Regions from separate parts of the Columba livia genome. Here region 2 is linked to region 1. Evidence: chromatin contacts called from public Hi-C data. All regions are on one chromosome and are shown on one strand. The core of a region is the stretch at or near the end of the contact, and the rest is flanking DNA. Distances in the headings are between cores, read along the strand shown.

Region 1 (5,533 bases), core at 1,560-4,059:
GAGCACCTGTACAGCTCCACATCCAAAACAAAACGCACGTTCTGTGACACCTTCCAACTCAGCTCTTTCCATTCCCCGGTCTGTGCTGAGTGACACCAGCGTGGTCCCACGGAAGCGCTTCTGCTGACTCCGCAATGGAAACACGGCTCCACTCAAAGGTCAGGAGGCTCCTCAGAACGGGGCCTCCTGAAGGCAAAGGGCCTCTCCTGAGCTGGGAGCCTGGCAGATATAACATATTATTATATACTTTGCTAACACAGACCACCCTCCACATTCTGAGGGAACTGACTGACCTGAAGAACCAAATAAAGTGGAATTGAAAAACCAGCAGCGCCCTACCAGTCCAATTTCTTCATCAGCACCAATGAATACGTTTTACTCCCATCTTACAGTCTGTGAAAACTTTGTGTGCTCGTGTGTGTGCACAAAATGTATATGATAATGTATATGTGTTTATATACACAGGGCATATTGGAATACTTTCGAGTCATTTGTCTTATAGGAGAAAGTGAGACGAACTAATGGTATGGACAGTCAATGCTGGAGGAGCAAAAGGAAAGAATGATGAAATATTAAAACATTATTGTGATGTTGTGGTGTACCTTAAGAGCAAGAGTTACAATTTTCTAGAGTGCTTCAAGAGCAACACGATTTGAACAACCTGCTCTTCGAAAAGCTGACACAGAACAGCTATTTTTCATGCACAGGAGCATGGGCTGTGCCAGCCAAAGCATGCGAAGTTCAGATACTGCAGTTACTGAAAAGTCTACATCAGAACGCATTGCAAAGTCTTGATTGCATCAGGCATGTTATCAGATTTTAGAGAAAAGAATTTAAAGAAGGAATGCTGAATGATTTATCTTGTTCAACATTGGTGCAATTCTGCAAGCCGTTGCTCTTGCGCATTAGATGTATTTCAATACTTCAAGAAATGCTTTACAGAACAGATACCATTAAAGAAAGTCAGGCCTTGGTTAAGGTAAGGACTGCCATCAAATTCTCAGGGCTCTAGAACAAACACTTGAAAAGCGATGTAATAATGAAAACAAGTAAGACTTGGGAAATGTTCTTTTCAGTGCATTTACATTCTCGGAGACTTGTTATTTAATATAGCATTATTTTAATTTGCATTTGTAGTTCTCCTATTTTACTTTTCAGAAATATAATAATCTGTGGGACTAAAATAAGCCTTTTTTTTTTTCCCCTGTTTAAACATGCATCAAATCAATCAGGATATGTAGGAGAAGCTTATACAACACATGTCCAGTTGAACACCAAAGCAAAACAGTAACTTCTATGATTATTGACAGAGAAACATTGTATCATCTTCATGAGAAACTAAACTCAAGACTGCCTGATACAGAAAGCATTTCTTCTTAAACGTGTACCAAAAAAATATATTAACCAATAACATTTTTGGATTATATGGCCTACCCCGAAGGTATTCTGAACCACCTTTCAAGGACAACTATTCTTGTTTTCAAGACAAACATCGCTAAATAGTTAAATGTGGAAATAAGAAGCACATGCAAGCGCAAACAAACACAAAGACATGAATGTGGACACACACCCATTTCCATACTTTAGGTAGTAAGATTATTATCAGCTAGTCCAGGAGCAAGACCTTCTAGGAACGGACATACGATTGACATATACACATTCCACTACACTTCAAAATTCCCTCATGTCCATTACCAAGACAAGTAGCTTTTTAAACTGGAACAGGGTTTATACAGACCAGATGCAACCATAAAAATACAAACCACTTGAACCTTAATAAAATACACAGTAATGAAAATGTTGTAAAACAGATACTAAAAACATAAAATCTTAACAACCTTAATTACAATGAAACAGGGTCAAAGCCACTAAGTCCAGCCATCATTTGCTGAAAGCCAACAAACACCAGATGTATTTTGGTTTGGGGTAGGAGGTGGGAAAAAACCAAAACAAAAAAAACCACCACACAAAAAGACACAACTATTTTGAGCATCGTAACAATCTACAAGTGAAACACAGACAAAATGCATAAAGCAGTTAACATTTCACTAACTTGAAAAGTTCCAGTTTTGTACTGAAATTCATTCAGTCACAACTCATAATCTATCCTATAAAAGACACATCTGGTATGTGTTAATAATACACAAACTAAGGGGCAGTTGGAATTTCTCTCCCCTCACCCCTTTCTTTAATATTATTTTCTGAAGAACTTTGCAAAACTCTTCTGAAACAAGCAGCTCCAGTTTAACACAGAACTATAAAACCCTAAATATTTTTAAGTCACAGATCCTTATAACTTAGTATTTATTACATGTATATGTGATTATTTTGTCATAAAAAGCAACATTTACATGAAAGATGTCTGAAAATGAAGGAACACTCATATTTAAAAATAAGTGTGCAAATTTGACAAAACATGAAAATGCCTCCCATATTCCTCCTGAAAATAAGCTCGAAATATTTGAATGATCTGCCACATCTGAACACTGTCTCAGTATTTTCCTTTTTGTAGTACAGTTCCTAGTTTACCAAACTTTCTGAACCACTTCAACCTTCATTCCTTTTAAAGTAAACATCACGCTCCTTATCATGATTTGATACTGTCATGACACCATAATTACAAACAGCATTTCCCATGGTTTCATAAAATACAGTTTATTAACTGCTAATCTTAGGCTCTACAGGACAGCATACTATTCGACTCAATGGTGATTCTGCAAGCAGCAGAAAGATATTTTTGCAGTTATAAATTACAAGAGTTTAGGATTCACTTATCTGGCCTGATTTCTGTCCTTTCACAGAAGACAGGCAAGTTAGCAGACCTTCACATAAGCGTGGGATCAAAACTTCTAATATTGAGCACTCCAAGCATTTTAAAAAGCCTAAAAATGTATAAAACTTGAAAAAATTGGCTCAAATTCCTTAGTTTGTATAGTTTTTTAAGGCCTTTGCAAGTATCTTCCTTAGGGAGCCGGCAGGGCACTTGCATTTTTTTTTTTTCCTTCTGAAATAAAAGTGAAGATCTGTGACTCAGTAACTGTAGCTTCAGGAAAAACACCAAGTATCATGAGACAGACATGAAAATCACAAAGAACTGGCAAGAATTTTCTATTGCAGGATTGAAGTATGAGCCTGCCAAAGTAACTGAACAATTATCTAGCAGCCAAGTTGCTCATACAGTTTTCTAAAAGCAAATAGCACTGCATTCCAGATCATCACATAAAATGAATGATGCAGGGAGATTCGGGCTACTCTAGGGAGGGGGAAAAAGCTGAATAGAGTGAAGCATTGCCATGGATTTTACAGGGGATATCACTCTTAGAAGTTTTTACAAACAGGTTAGACAGACATCTGTTGGGAATGAAGCAAGTACAGTTTATCCTCTCTCCAGGCAACAAGTGGCCAACGTAACATCTGGGGGTCTCTTTCAATCCTGCTTTCTATGATGCTATGCTCTGCAAATGGAGAATAGAAAAATATTTTTTAAACAATATTCAAGCTTTGCCATAGTGTTAAGAAGCATGCTTTGAAAAGAAAAGCAGGGCAGTGAAAGCTCTAAGAGCTCAAGCTGGGCATTCTTTACCAGATACTGCTGCTCTCTAGCTTAATGGACATTATTTCATGGATTGCTTGTTAAATCTCCAAACACGACCACTGCTGACAGATTTAAAATTCTTCCTATTTTGAATCATCTGGAAGCTACAATATTCTTTTATTTTTCTTTCTTCCTGCAAAAGAAACTCCTTTATTCTCCTTAAGGATACATACATGGAGACAAACACATATTTCAAAATACTGTATCAACCCTGCACTGACCTGTTACCCACCAGACATCACCTTGTAAATCTCCCAGAACAATTTTGTTACAGTCAGGTAATACTCTCTATAAACACTGATCTTTAATCACTGCTGTAAGTAGTTACATCTTGACCCAAGTGGATATACACTGTCACTTGATATTTAAGATATCAATCCTAATTTTATTTATGTACATACACACACACGTGTATATGTATGGGAAAAATCCTCTCTGGGGAGAAAGAGATTATAGCAAATATGCCTAACATCATAGCAAAGAAGAGAGGGGATCAACCAAGCAGAGGCCCTTACTGAAACGGATGGAGTTGTAATCATTTAGATGAGGGCTGACTCTGATCTTGATTTTGACATATCTTGCTTGAAATTTTATTTTAAGCCCCTTTTCCCTCTGTTCGGTGAGCACAAAAAACCAACTCAAATACAGACTTAGAGGTGGGTGTAATAGGTCAGCTTCACACTGCATAAACCAGAAGGGAAAAAGCGGACTGTGAGAGGTTTCTGCCAGGGCCATTGTTACACTCAAGTGATTTTTTTTTTTAAGAGGCCTTAAAGTAGCCAAAGCTGAATTGGCTGCAAACATGAAAACAAAAGGGCAAAACTTCTCTCAGAGTCCCAGGCTGGGAAGAAGCTCACAGCCCGAGTAAACGGCCTGCGCGATAAGACAAACGCACTCACCAGGCTCCCTCCACCCTGTAGGAACTGGCTTGGATTCAGGGGCAGCTGCTGTTTCGGGGCTGCAGGCAGAGCAACAGACATGAGCCGCTGCCCCCCATCTCCCCACTCACCCCCGGGGCTCCCCGTCACCCCCTGGGGCTGGTGCAGGTCTGTTCCCTGGCCAGACCAGCCCTGAGATCTGGCCAGGACCTGGCACTTGTCAGTCTGAAGCAGGGACTTGTCACAGGCCACAGCACACAGGGCACAGCAGGGTACGGCTGCCTCACACTGCCTGTGCCACCTCCAACACTTCCTCACGCCACATTTTGGAGCAAATAGTATCACAGAATCACAGAATGGTTGGGATTGGAAGGGACCTCTGGAGCTCACCTAGTCCAACCCACCTGCTAAAGCAGGTTCACCCACAGCAGATCACACAGGAATGTGTCCAGGCAGGTTTTGTCTCCAGAGAAAGAGACTCCACAACCTCTCCGGGCAGCCTGTTCCAGTGCTCTGGCACCCTCAGAGTAAAGTTTCTCCTCGTATTCAGATGGAACCTCCTGTGCTTCAGTCTGTGCCTGTTGCCCCTCATTGCATCATTGGGCAGCACTGAAAGGAGTCTGGTCCATCCTCTTGACACCCACCCTTGAGATATTTATAAGCACTGATGAGATCCCCTCTCAGCCTTCTCTTCTCCAGGCTGAATAGACCCAGCTTTCTCAGTCTCTTCTCATAAGAAAGATGCTCCAGACCCCTGACCATCTTCGTAGCCCGCTGCTGGACTCCCTCCAGTAACCTCCTCATCCTTCTTAAACTGGGAAGCCCAAATCTGGACACAGTACTCCAGATGCAGCCTCACCAGGGTACAATCTATTACCATTAGTAGACTTTTTGAGATTTTAAATCCTATTTAGACCTGCAGTGGAGAACTTTTACACTGCTTTTACACATCCCATATAGTTTCCTTTGTTTTCTTAAGTAACTACATGTTTGAGTACCCTGAGATATATCCTCAGCTGAAGAAAGCGGAGGTACGGCATTGCGCACCAGTGAACTACTG
Region 2 (5,533 bases), core at 2,216-4,715, 110 kb before region 1:
TTCCCCCCCCTCCACGTCCCTCTTTACCGCCTATTTTACTTCTTTTGTCTAGGAGCTGGCACCTGTCCCAGAGACGGCATTTTACTGCACATCCCCTTTTCCCTCCTCAGAGAGGAAAAAAGGGGGGAGAGGTTTGCAAGGACGAAACAGCCTGTGCACCCCCTACCCCACAACCAGCCCCCCTCCTTCCCCCCCCCCCCTCCATTTCAGCCATGGTCAAATTACAAGGGGGTTTGGAGGGATATCATCCGCCCTATTTCACATGGCGCAGATACCTAAAGCCATTAAAAATATATTTCTATTAAAGAGAAAGCCAGCGAGAGCCTCGTTCCATAAGCAGCACTGTGCACTGATACTCGGGAGAGAAAAACCACAAATAAAAGCCTTCGTTCTCACAGCATACAAACTAGCGAAGCCCGATTCATTGCTCAGTCAAAGAAATCAATTTCTTTAACGGAGGAAAAAGAGAGAGAGGAGAGCGAGAGAAAGGGATCAGCCGAGGGGAAAATACTTGGGAGCTTTAACCTCAGCATTGCGATATACAGTACAGCCGAGCACAGCGCAGGAGAGACGGAAAACGAGCCCCGTTCTTAAACGGTGGGAGAGGAGGGTTAAATAAAGCAGAGGAGAAAAAGAAGATCCTATTTGCAGCATCTTTAAAAGTTCTGCTCTGGCGAAGGCCGTCTGAAGGGGAGGCCCTTGCAGCAGGAATGCGAGCAGCAGCAGCAACCTTTTTTTTTTTTTCTCTTTTTTTTTTTTTTTCTCTCTCAGAGTCCAGCCTCCCCCTTGTGAGCGACTGGAGCAATCTGGCTAAGGGAAGAGGAGGAGGACGTGAGCTAGCGAAACGCGGAGGGCTAGAGCTGATGATGAAACAGAGGCACGGCCCTGCGTGAGAAGGCTCGTTTTCCCTCACGGGCAGAACAAGAGACACACACACAGACACAGCCGCACACGCACACCGCCACCAACCCGGTGACACCCGCCCCGGCGACACCCGCCCCGGCCCCCTCCGGCCGCCTTTTCCCTCCCCATCCACCCTGCGGCCGCCCCCGGCGCGGCGGGAGCGGGTTCGCCCCGCGGGCAGGGAGCCCGGGGGTTGGGATGGGGACGGGGGGAGAACCAAGGGAGAAAAAGAGCAACTGGGGGGAAAGGTGCTGCGCTGGAATGTAAATGCACCCACGCTATGGCAATATGCTTGACAGTACAGCGCGGTTAATGAAGCCTTTAATTTGGAGGGGGGGGGGGGGAGGAGGAGGAGAATAGAAAGAGGAAGGTCCTACGGAAATATCTTCCGGGATTAAAACGGGAGAGAAGAGAGCTCCTCTTTATATTTACACGTACCTAGACGTGTCTCTGTAGCAAAGCAGTCCACAAGGACCACAGAACTGCAGCACAGACACACACACACACCGAAAAAAACCAACCCAACCCCAAGCTCACCGAACTGAAAATGGATCTTTTAAAAAGTAAATATGTGACAAAAAAACTTTGTGATTTTCTTTTCTCATGCCCCTTACTTCTAAACCAGCTGCACAGCCAAGCTCAGGCTGCTTGGCCCTTCTAACTATCTTGGCACCGAGTCAAAAGCTGATAAGCATTTGGGCGAGACAGCTCAACTGCTGTGCTGGAAGAAAAACAGCTGCCATGATTGCTGTTTGATTGAGAGCGCTTACACACACTCACAAAAAAACATATCGGACTGCAAAGACGGGCCACAAATGCCTGAGGATTCAGCTTCAGAGGATCAACACACATTTCCTTAAAAAAAAAAAAAAAGAAAGTTTTATATGGTTTTTCCTCCATCCCTCCCTCCCCTTTTTTAAAGAAAACGTACTGCGTCGACTTGCTTTTCTTCTTCCCATCCCCCCTCCATAACCTCAAGCAAACTCAAGGAATTGTGCCAAAAGTCCCGTTGCTAGTTACCAAGTGCATTTTTTTAAACGTCCCTTTGATACTTCTTTCCCTCGTGCTTGCCATGGAATATACAAGTAAGATAATCTTTCCATTACTTACCAGAAGTAATTAAAATAGAAAAAGAACTTCTAGCTCAACGTGCCTTTCTCTTTTTTTCTCTCTTAAGGGGCAAAAGGAGGGAAACGAGGGGGAGAAGGATATTTTTTCTCTTTGCCGAGTCCAACATTTGGCTTTTTCCATTTGTGGCAGATCACTGTAACGCTATTGTAAAACAACTTCCTGCCCCTTTTGGCTCACGTTCCAGAAGCTGCTAGGCTAAGTTCACAGCACAAACTTTTCTCCCCCTTGCCGAAGAAGAGAGACGAAAAAAATAATAATAATAAAAAAATCCTGCAAATTATTTTTCCCCCTTTTCTGGCTAATGGACTCACAAGGTGAATTTATTGCAGCTCTTTAAGAATGTTACACAAGAGACGTCGGTATCCCAGCTGGATAATTCATAAGCTGAAAAGGTGGGGTCATTATAAATCTATGTGTGTGTATGTGTGTGTGTGTGCGTGCATTTTAATTTTGTCATTTTGAATTCTAAGTCTTAATACCATCAGGTGGATAATGAGCTAAGCTGCTTCATCTGTCGTACTAATTTGTATATCTATCATAGCACAGATCATTGGCTTAGTATATACAGCCTCCTACTTTCCAATTGCTTTTGTACTCTAAGGTGACCTGCATCTCCCTTGTCTTCCTCCCCTCCTCTAAATGCTCTGTCTAATCAAAATACCCACCGAAAGCTTCTAAACCCTCCCTGCTAGCAATGGGAGATGTTGCAGTCTCTGTGCTGTAAGGCGAAAAGGAAAAAATAAGGCCTCCACAACTTGCTCTCTCACGATCTCTCTCTCCCTCTCTCTCTCCCTCTGTTTCTCTCATAGCAACAGCATTTCTTGGTACGCCTGCTTTGGCATACATCAGCATTTCTACCCGTCCAAGTGTCCTTTTGCGTCACATCTCGCCATTTCACTCAACCAATGAAATCTCATTGTTGCAATAAAAATATATATACTTTTTCTGTTATTGGTATATTCAAATTTTTTTATGTGCTTTCCTAACAAAAAACGTTGTCGAGCATTTGATTTGCCCTACATGGGATGGGGGGGGGAAGGGGGGGAAGAGACTGTACAGGATTCAATCTTGAAGAGTCTTCTTTGTGGAAAATATGCTACCATAAGAAAAAAGGGATTATATGTTTACTTAAGGAAAGTCATAGTTGCCCCTCTCATTTAACATTTATTTTGCTTATACTATCATTGCTTTCCTGATGTACTTTTAAAACAGCTAGATAGTTTCAACTAACTGGAAAAGTCACTACCATGTGTTTCTAAGGCTTTGTAAAATAGTCCTCAGGAAAAAAAGATATATTAATTGATATGTTATTCCTCTAAATGTTGATCATGAGGTGATAGAAAAAAAAATGCAATGGAAAAAAGAAAACTGGTGGATGTGAGTTTCTGTCCCTTGCAACTCTCAGATCCCATCCGAAGAGGCTGCTCTCCAGCCTTCTGCTTAAAAATGCACGGTCCTGCAAAATGGACCAGAGGTCTTTCAGAGTCGTAGATTATTTCCAAGATGTATTTCCTTCTTACATAAACTCACACGATTTTTAAAAACGCAGTATTTGGATGATCAGCTGTGGTAATGATAATGGCAAAGACTTAACACTATTTCCAATATATTATAGCTTGTAATACAGCCGTTCCAAGAGCTGTACGTACTCTGCCTAACCGGTAAGGCTGGCAGAAGCAAGCACTACTACGAACAGCATATATGGTGTTTGATGTAACATACTTTCTACCTATACATCATCAAGACCCATCTCATTGTTTTCAGGCCTGACTTTAATCAGATTTACTCTATTAAAATGCACAATATTAGCCACATGTATTAAGCAGAGCGTGGCACATGTGGGTTTCTCGGAACTGGCTGGCTGTGCCACATCTCCAACAAATACTGCAGTGGCATATTTAAGGAACCTCTGTTACACATTTTTATGCAGCCTCAAATCTCAAGAAAATGCCCAACCACTGGCATTCTGAGGAGAATAAACATTTCTTTTGTAAGCCAAATATATGTTTTATGGTTTATGCTTACCAACTTTTTTTTTTTTTTTTAATGGTGTGAAACCACAAAATGTTTTTAATATTTATTTTCGGGGAATTATAGTAAAAGCATACTAGAGATTATTAGGACATAGTTGACAAGATATTTAAACAGTAACTTTCCCACAAATTTTTATTTTGGTAAAGTGACACCTAGTAATTCTGACCTCTTCTAATAACTTTGATATCTATTGCATACAGACTGTGGATGCAGAGGATGTGTATGCATAAATCCTGTGTGGATAAAAAGTAAAAGCAAGCAAAATTTCTAGATAACAGACTTAGCAGCAGACAGCCATAATGTCCAGCTAAAACTCTTATCATTTTTGTTTAAAAATAATGGCATGACATTTGTGATAATATTTATTTTAACAGAACAGGCACAGATGAGAATGTTAACCCTCCACAGGAGAGATTCTATGCGATAGTGCATTCAACAACTTTTAATGCCAATGTAATATAAAAGACAGACCTGTTTTTTTTTTAGGGAAGGATCAGACTCAAGTATATGAAGACTTTATTTGATAGTGTTTTACTTGCATTTAACAGGTTTTCTGAATGGCTTTCCCCCTTTTTTCTCAGACGCTATTTTTAGCTCCTTAGCTATTTTTGTACTTTCTATACAAAAATACAGATCTGCTTGTTCTTTACTCTCGATACCTATCCCTTCCTTTCTCACTTTTTGTATAAATGTGAAAACAGCTGAGTTTCATCTCTCCTTTTGCCCTTCTTTTTACTGGGATGATTCTGGTGCATTTGGAGGGTTAAAAGTACGTCGCCTTTACACAGTTATGGCTCAGGCTCATTCACTGAAAGTTATCCTTCTTCAAGGAGATATATAAATGCATTATATCTGTCACCATAGTTGTAAAATAAGATTGAAAGCCATCTAACTTTAGGTTACTGCAGTAATAAAAAATAAGGATTCAGGAAGGAGGAAAACAATTAAGTGAAGTCCAACTTGTAAGCTTCACTTAATAGAAATGGAATTCCGAAAAGGGAAGTGGAGGAATTATTTTAAGAATCATTATGCCTGAATAAATTTAAATTATGCAAATAGTTGCAAGCCAATATTTTCTCACCACAGTTTATACTATTACATAATTTTATAACCTCTCTCTTTCCCCTTATCACAAGTTCTGTCTATGCAAAATTCATTATAGATACTCCTGCTGTACACTAATTCATTTGCCTGTATTTTAACTCAGAGCGGTACCTCTTGTTCTTTCGTCTCGGTTTTACTTGATACAGTCATCAAGACTAAGGTCAGCTCTAAACAGATTTGTGATTTTTGTCGTTCTAAAGAATATAGCTCATTTTCAATATGGGGTGGTTTCTAACCTACCAGCCTCCAGAAATGTTTAATAAAAAATGATCAGGTATCTGATTTTTTAAAAAATAATCCAAGCAAACATATTTCTTTTTTAGCATTAAGCTATCCAGAAAAGTGTAAATTCACATTTTTA

Evidence for each region. Hi-C and Micro-C count contacts between places; a contact is called where the count stands out from the background.
Region 2: a contact with region 1 is called in a Hi-C map of liver, with 4 times the contacts expected there. The contact joins two enhancer-like sites.

What each region holds. Positions count from the first base shown.
Region 1 is chr1:140,038,252-140,043,784 of bColLiv1.pat.W.v2, reverse strand. All of the region lies in intron 3 of LOC110364013, which reads right to left. Among named protein-coding and RNA genes, the nearest start is that of WNT7B, 150 kb to the right of the region's middle. Within about 2 kb of position 2,809, at least 1 of the 3 cell types and tissues checked has an H3K27ac peak away from gene starts, as active enhancers do.
Region 2 is chr1:140,147,718-140,153,250 of bColLiv1.pat.W.v2, reverse strand. All of the region lies in intron 4 of LOC110364013, which reads right to left. LOC102084862 (a long non-coding RNA gene) reads left to right here. Exons shown (of 4, transcript XR_010466789.1): 2 at 772-1,988; 3 at 2,081-2,426. Among named protein-coding and RNA genes, the nearest start is that of PPARA, 170 kb to the left of the region's middle. Within about 2 kb of position 3,465, at least 1 of the 3 cell types and tissues checked has an H3K27ac peak away from gene starts, as active enhancers do.